2 separate regions of the Sus scrofa genome follow, and region 2 is linked to region 1. A link is a contact called in public HiChIP or PLAC-seq data. All regions are on one chromosome and are shown on one strand. Each heading gives the region's core, a stretch centred on a gene start, on an enhancer-like site or on the middle of the called end of the contact. The rest is flanking DNA. Distances are from core to core; before and after follow the strand shown. Region 1 holds the start of PSMC5 (proteasome 26S subunit, ATPase 5). Region 2 holds the start of STRADA (STE20-related kinase adapter protein alpha).

Region 1 (3,933 bases), core at 208-2,707:
TTGTCCTGTGCAAGCACTGCTCAAGGCATGGTAAACAGGAAAAGCATGCCTTCAGAGGATCAGGGTAGGCTTGGATCTGATCCCTGGCCTGAGAACTTCCATATGCCGCAGATGCAGCCAAAAAAAAAAAAAAAAAAAAAAGAGAGAGAGAAAAGAGAAATCTCCATTACCTGCCTACAACGTTCTGTTGTGATATCCTCCTGGAGAGTCACCACATTGGGAAGAGGCTTGATTGGAACCAAGTCCACACCTGGAAGAAATCAGGGTGGAGTGTTCCCAAAGGTTGCCTTAAACAGGAGGAAGGGAATGCCGAACACAGCATGTCACACTCGCCATCCCCGAAACGCTTAAAAGAACTGTCACTCACCCACAATAAGGCTGGAGACAGGCATAAACTTGGCAGCCACCTGCAGCCTATAAAAAAGAAGTAAACACTGAAATAATTACCCTGGCTTGTCCCTTTCCCGCCGTCTCTGGCTCTCATCCCCAGTATTAGGAGCCCCTGCCGACTGCAGTGGCCAAACATATCTCATACATAACTTCCAAATATTTTTCCCTGAAATTTGTTTCGGAAGTAGAAAAATTTCAGATTGTTAGTCCTGTATCTCTCCTGCCCACAGTTAAACTCAGTCATCCATGGCGGGAATGCAGAAAGCTGCCACAAGAAGCAACAGGTGCCAGATATTACGCACCATCCACCTGGTGCAGCGCACAGGTCTAGCAAGGCTCGGGCTTTCTGCAGAAATTGAAAGCGGCGATTCAGCTGGATCAACTTGAAAGCAGAGCGGGAACGGTAACCTAGAAACAATGAAAAAAGAATAAAGTCCGCGAAAGCGCTTTCCCAGCGGGATTACGGTGGCCTCACAACCCACCACCTCTTCTGTGGAAGAGAAACCCAATGTTCGGGAAGGAGGCGAACAGGCAAAGATCGGTGGCTCTCTTGCTCTCAGACTGCGTAAACCATGACTCACCGGTCTCTTTCGCCAGGTGATAGAACTTGTCCCGCCGGCTCTTCCCTACTTTGCCCTTCTTGCCCATAGTGGAACTGGGGAGTGCCACTCAATCTGGAGAGAAAGCAGAAATCAGGACGTCTCCGCCCAGAATACTAGATTACGCTCTCCGCTCCCCACTCGTCTTCTCAAAGACACTCCGCACTCCGCTCCTAACACCACCCAGCTCCGTTTTCACTACCCCAGCAGCGGCACGTGTAAGCAGCAAACGTATTTCCGCTTCCGTGTGCGTCGGCTGCGTCCGCGGATCCAAGTTTTCCGCCATTTTGAGCGTGGCCACAAATTTTTCTTTAAGCTCTGTGTCCAGGTTTATAAACTAGATGTTTGCACCCGGAAGTAATATTACTTTAACCAAAACCTAGTTTCTTCGGAATAACATTTAGGAGCTCTGCGTCCTCTTTATCCCCTTCCAAAGCTCCTGACCTCGCGTGGCCCCGCCGCTTCAGGGCCCCTGTTATTTGCTTTGTTTGGGCGCACACCCCGCCCATTGACCCGGAACTGTTCTCTGCCCGGGAGTTCGGTCCCCCAAGCCCCGCTTCCGCGCCTGCGCACCAAAGCGGCTCTGATGCCGGGGGCCTCCGCGGAAGAGGGAAGATGGCGCTTGACGGGCCTGAGCAGGTATGGCGGCGGCTGCCGCGGCCAGACGGGGATCAGGGCTGGATGCGGAGCAGGTGTGATCCGAGGTGGGCAGCCGTCTGGGGCAAGAGCGTTGAGGCAATCAGGTGTGGATGGACCAATCCGGACCGGGCCCTGCCTGGGAACGGATCTGCTGTGTCAGCGCCTCCCCCGGCGGGTCAGGGCAGGGCCGGGAATGGAAGACCCGGTGGAAGCGGGATGAGTGAGCGAGTCGCCCGAGTCAGGGAACCCGTCCTTCTTGCTGGCTCCTCCTGTAGTAATGACCCTTCGGGTTTGTATGCCGTTGCCTTGTGTGTTCTCTCTTGCTCCTCCTGAAAGTCTTAAGGGGTGGACTTTTTTTCCCCTCTTTCTGTTTCCCCTCTTCTGTCACTGGGACACGAAGGGTTTTGAAGAGATGGAGTGAGGGATTAGAACCCAAGTCTTAGTCTCTGAAGTCCAAGCTGGAAGTAGCTTTATCCCTTGGGTGTTTAACCTGTTGTTTAATAATTAAACTGTCTTCAGATGGAGCTGGAAGAGGGGAAGGCAGGCAGTGGACTCCGCCAGTATTATCTGTCCAAGATTGAAGAACTCCAGGTAAGAGGTCCTGAGGGAGCTGGAAGGGCTTCGGTGAAGGATCGATGGAGCCGATTTCTAGAAAGCCGTATGATTCCACTGGGGCGCAGTGGAAGAAGCAAGAAGCCAAGGGTATGAATTATATCAAGTTAACAGTTTCTTCCTCAAGTCCCACCCTTTTGAAGATCATTAATATTCACAGTTTGTTACATATTTTCAGGAGTCAAATTTTCACATAAAAGTTAGCCCCGGCCAAAAATCATTCCTTTCAGAGGAAGCCTGAATGGTAGTTTCTTATAAAAGGGAAGATGTAGGTTCAGAAGATGGGATTTATTAGAGAGGGGTTGGGGCAGAGTGAGAGTGAGGGAAGACAAAATTGAGGAGTCTGAACAATGCTGGTTCCAGGGGGCCAAATGAAAAGGAACTAGCAACCCAGTATTACAGCCTAAAGAGGGAGCCAGATCATAGAAATGAGGAAAATATTGCAAATTAGATGGAGAGCCACAAGGAAAAATTCTCACTTCCAGGTACATTTGCAGGTTTCATATTTGGGTGGTCATTTTTGAAATGCTTTACCTGTGCTGCTTTCATTTGTTCCTCAAATTAACCCCGAAAAGAGGCCAGTAGGTGCACCACTTGCAGTTTGGTGAGAGATCTAGACCTTTTAAGTGGTTTTCATTAGCTTTACTCAGCTATTAACAGCCAGCAGTGGGGCTAGAACTTAGGCTTCTGACTCAAAGTTATCTTCTCTCTCTACCATGTTACTGCCCTGCAAGACACAGTGTAAGCCAGCTGTTGCCTCTTCTCCATTAGGGTTTGCTATTCCTGGACCAGTGTTAGACAAGAAGCTTTTTCCCTGTGGTTGTCCTACACTCCTGAGGAACTCTTGGATCACATTAGAGAATCTGAAATAACATGCGGGTGCCCAGTGCTCTTTCCTCACTCTGCTCCCATCAGCCTGTGAGGGTCATAACCTCCTACCACTGTCTGCCCTTTGCCTCTTGTCCTCCACAGCTGATTGTGAATGACAAGAGCCAGAATCTCCGCAGGCTGCAAGCACAGAGGAATGAGCTTAATGCAAAAGGTGAGGGGGAAGGATGGGAAGGCTGCACGCAGGCAGTGTGAGGTCCTCACACGGGTGCCTGTCGCTTTCTCATAGTTGTTCACGTGCACATCTCTCAAGCTCCCTTGTAACCTCCTTTAAAGATATGAATTTCGACTTGTAAAAAAAAAGTCTTATTCTAGTTGATTCACAGTGTTACTTCTGCTGTGCGGTAGTGTTGCAATTACACACATATATGTTCTTTTTCACATTCTTTTTGTTACGGTTTATTACAGGGTGTTGAACATAGTTCCTTGTGCTATGCAGTAGGACCTGTTTTGACTTTCTTTTTGAAACCTTCCTTTCAAAACTTCAAAACGGCACTTAGTTCATGCATGCTGAATCCTGAATCAAGTCGTGGGGGGAGACATCAAAGAATCTGGGTGACCACTATGTCTGTTTCCCATCTAGTTCGCCTGTTGCGAGAGGAGCTACAGCTACTGCAAGAACAGGGCTCCTATGTGGGGGAAGTAGTCCGGGCCATGGACAAGAAAAAAGTGTTGGTTAAGGTAAAGGCAGCATGAGCCCCGGGAGCAGCCCTTTGGTCGTGGCATTCCCATACCTACGTGTGTCGTGAAGGTTCTCCTGTCGTGCTATTGTGAGACTCGGGGGTCTCTCTGGGTGAGGCTCATG
Region 2 (4,036 bases), core at 599-3,098, 85 kb before region 1:
CTCACAGTAAGTATTATCATCCTCGTTTTATAGATCAGGATATTAAGACTCAGGTTAATACCCAAAGTTACACAGACAAGTGGTAGAGAACTCAACAGGTTTGTTCCAAAGCCTGTGCTCTAGAAACTGTGAGTGATAACACGGGAGAAGTGTCGAGTCTGTGTGTGCCAAGATATGATGACTGAAAAGCCATCACCTGATTTGACAATGGTGCTGACCAGATGCCAAACAGTGTAGAAAGAATTCCTTTTCTTGATTTAGTTTTTTCCCTTTCCCCTATTTTCATCACTGGTTTTCTAAACTTCCTCCATGTCTGGGATTACAACTATACACAATGCATTTGAGCCACAATACCTCTAAGAAACCTAGTTCAAGGGTGGGGAGGAAGAGATATAACCAGTTCAGTACTTATGGGTGAATAGGCTCCTGGCCTGAGGCAGATAATCAGAAAAGATTTAGTTTCTTCAACTCTCAGGGAGGAGAAATAGTCTTGAGGGGGGGACGCCAAAGAAAAACACCAGTCAGTCGATGAAAAACTGTCTTAATGCCACAAATACATACTGGAATACGGTTCTACTCCAACAGATATTTCAATAAGAAAAGGACCAATTCGAACAGCTTTTCCTCTCTTGGTAAAAATCAAGTTAGAATATGCTAGGATATCTTGGCACTTCTCCTAGCAGAGAAGTTCCCTATTTCCAGAAAACGTGAACAATTTTATTTCACCACTCCCCTTCTCTCGCGCTCACTTACCCACCCACACCCCAAATCGACTGTGGGCGCTTAAACATTTTGAAAAGCAAGACAATTAGAAGCTCTACTTAGGTTGATTCAGGGAATACTCTTTCCTAACAAGGACCTGACCTACCTAGCCTGGGATGAGATGGGGATGCGGGACCGGGGACGCGGGGGGGGGGGTTTCGGGGAGAGTGCAGCACTAGGATACGCCGCCGCCTCTTAGCTTCATCAAGACAAACCGCCACCTGGGCCGCAGGTTTCCCACCTGAAAATCAGGGGAGAAGGGAGGGAAAGCACGCTCGCCTCTTCTGCCCGGAAACTCCACTCGGGTGTGTCTGGGCCTGGCCCAAGCCTATTCTGCTCTCCGGCTGCAGCCCCTCACTGCGGGAACCGAGAAGGATTCGGGTGAAAAGGGGCCCGTGAAGGGCGAGAGGGTGCTCGGGATGGCCGCTCTGAAAGAGGGTGCCCCTGAGAAGATGTAATTGGCATCAGAGCGAGGAACGACTGATCCCTGGAGCGCACCAGGCGGTCCCGCCAGCCCGGTACCTGGTCCTGGAGTAAGCAAGCAGTCCCGACCCAGTCTCAGCTCCGCCTCCTTAGTTTACCGCCGCGCTGCCGCCGGGCCGGTTGCTGGGAGGAGGTACGCAACGTGCCATGCGCAGTAGAGGGACCCGGGGAGGGCTGGTAGAGAGCTCCGCCCTGCCTCGGCCCCACCCCGGAGCTGGACAGGAGGCCCCGCCCAATCACTCCAAGGAGCGAGGGAGCCCGGTCCCTGCTCCTCTAGGCGGGGCGAGGAGGAGCGAGGAAGCTCCTCGTTGCCCCGCCCCACCAGCGCGGGAGAGGAAGCCCCGCCCCGGGGCGCCGCAAGTGGGGGCAGTTCTGCCTGAGTCCCGCGTGGCTGCCGTGCGGAGGGTCCTCAGCCGCGCCCCGCGGAAAGCGGTTCTCCAGTTCTGAGTTAACCTTTTTACGCGCAGCGCATACCTGAGGGCTTTCGGCCTCCAGCAGAAGGGACCCGTTTCTCCCGTGTGTGGAAGCCAAAGACCTAGCTTGTCGTCGGTGTCGGCTCGGGGTCCGAAAAGGGCTGCCAGAGCTTCCGTCGCGCTGCAGGAAGGAAGTGGGATGATTTCAACAATCAAGAGTCAAGGGAGCTAGAGTAAGGCACGGCAACACTGGCTGCTGATTTGGCTACTTTGAGTACTTTTTTTGGGTGCCTTTCCTTTCGTGTGATGGGATTTTAGTGGAAAAAACAGCCTCATACTCTCAAAGGCCCTTCACTTTGGCCTCCGGGGCACCGGATTGACAGGCTTCAAAGGGGAAAGCCATCCTCTCTCTGTGGCACAGATTCCTTATCTGTAAAAGGAGGAAAATACCTGAACCAATGAGAACTATCTTTATTCCCCCCTCTGGATCTTTGTCCTGGATCCTTTGTACAAGGTTTTTTGGTTTGTTTGTTTTTTTGGTGGTGCCCGGGGCATGCGGAAGTTCCCGAGGCAGAAAAGGAACTCGCGCCACAGCTGTAACCAGAGTCACAGCAGTGACAAGGCTTGATCCTCAACCCCGCTAAGCCACCAGGGAACTCCCGGTTCTGGATCCTTTGACCCACAACTCTGTCTGCAGAAACGTGTCAGGTTCGCCTTGGTGGGGAAGCTAGCCTAAGCAGAGGCATGCAGCTCTTGAGAAAGGATGAAGCAATAAATGATGGAGCAAGACTCCTTCTGTGAGACTTTTTTTAGTGACTCCGCCCACGCTGGTGGGGGTGGGGTGGATCCCAAAATGGACATACTCCCTCAAGTAATGAACACTCACCCCTACCAGCTATGACCCTTGGCACACATTCATGCTGGTCTAACTTCCAAGATGGGGGAGAAGTTCAGCTACCTTCAAACAGGGGCTGTCGGAAATGTGCAGCGAAACTGAAATGTGAACTTTGCCAGTGCATCTCAGCGTCTCACTAAATTTTACCCACATCACTTTGATCTCATCTAGTGCTTTATAACATTCCAAAGCAGTATCCTCACTATTCTCTGTCAAATAAGATAACTTTTTTTTCAGCAGCAGACTTGGCAAATTTACAAAGCAAGACAGTAGCAGAAATTGAAGTAAAATTCCCTGCAATGTTTTCCATTTGTTTGGTCTTGCCCACGGCATATGGAAGTTCCCAGGCTAGGGATCAAGCTCATGCCACACCAAGGACCTGAGCTGCCCTGCAATGTTCTTTTCAAAAGACCTTCTTCACCTGTTGTCTTTAGAATCAAGGGTATTAGAGGAGTCAGTGCCTGAAAAGATGACAAACATTTTTTTTTTTGCCTTTTTTTAGGGCCACACCTGTGGCACTCGGAGATTCCCAGGCTAGGGATCAAATCGGAGCTGCAGCTGCTGGCGTACACCACAGTCACAACAATGCAGGATCTGAGCCACGCGTCTGCAGCCTACGCCATAGTTCAGGGCAACTCGGAATCCTTAACCCACTGATGGAAGCCATGGACAGAACCCACAACCTCATCATTCCTAGTCATATTCGTTTTCGCTGCACCACAACGGGAACTCCCAGTGCCAAACTTGATGCAGCCATCACAATGGGGAATTTAAACATGGTAGTACTTGCCATCTAATCCCCAGCCCAATAGCTATGTCATTTCCTAACTGGATGTCAGTTGGTCAAAGTGGCTAAAAGATTTTCGAATCTTCTTGACTGCACACAAAAGCTAGTTGGGCAAACTTTCAGCCTTGACTCTGTTTCAGGGAGCAAATTTCCTTGCAAAAGGGCATACTAAAGCCAGATAACTCAGAAAATGGGTGTAGTGAAAGGTCAATTTTCAGAGTTTACAAACATAGTCTCCTCTTGCTTTGCTTTTGAGTCCTGGAATGTACAAGCTCCCTAATGTTTTCCACTTACGTTTAATAAGGGTGGGAATCTCCAAGATCTTTGGAGCTTTCCGAAACCTGCTTGAAGATTAGAGGAATGGAGAAGGACTGAAGATCCTGGCTGTTTTGTTTTTAACTCTGAGCATCCAGCTTAAACTGAGTGCACCTGCCCTCTTCAGGATAAAATTGACTGTGAGAAAGGTAAAACTAATTGCCTAGAATACTCAAGTGAGAACTAGACACTTACAATGTATAGTTTAACAAGTTGGGGAGGATTATTTATAGAGCATTCTATATGTTAAAGAACTTAAAAAAAAAAAGTTTTGGCCACACCCACAGTATATGGAAGTTCCTAGGCCAGTGAATCCAAGCTGCAGCTTTGGCAATGCTGGGTCCTTCACGTGACCCCTGGGCTTCAGCGGGAACTCCTCAA

What was found. HiChIP or PLAC-seq counts read pairs in DNA pulled down with a chosen protein or histone mark.
Region 2: an H3K27ac HiChIP or PLAC-seq map of alveolar macrophages shows a contact between it and region 1. The contact joins the promoter of STRADA here to the promoter of PSMC5 in region 1. A contact is called at or near these places in 2 of 47 Hi-C or Micro-C datasets (both in liver) and 2 of 2 datasets of contacts at active chromatin or transcription factors (alveolar macrophages and skeletal muscle).

What each region holds. Positions count from the first base shown.
Region 1 is chr12:15,103,850-15,107,782 of Sscrofa11.1, reverse strand. PSMC5 (proteasome 26S subunit, ATPase 5) reads left to right here and starts at 1,457. Exons shown (of 12, transcript NM_213983.1): 1 at 1,457-1,628; 2 at 2,148-2,219; 3 at 3,213-3,282; 4 at 3,712-3,809. The coding sequence starts at 1,605. It overlaps FTSJ3 (pre-rRNA processing protein FTSJ3), which reads right to left and starts at 2,141. Exons shown (of 20, transcript XM_013980850.2): 1 at 972-2,141; 2 at 693-798; 3 at 368-414; 4 at 171-250. The coding sequence starts at 1,038.
Region 2 is chr12:15,189,605-15,193,640 of Sscrofa11.1, reverse strand. It overlaps STRADA (STE20-related kinase adapter protein alpha), which reads right to left and starts at 1,848. Exons shown (of 11, transcript XM_021066785.1): 1 at 1,720-1,848.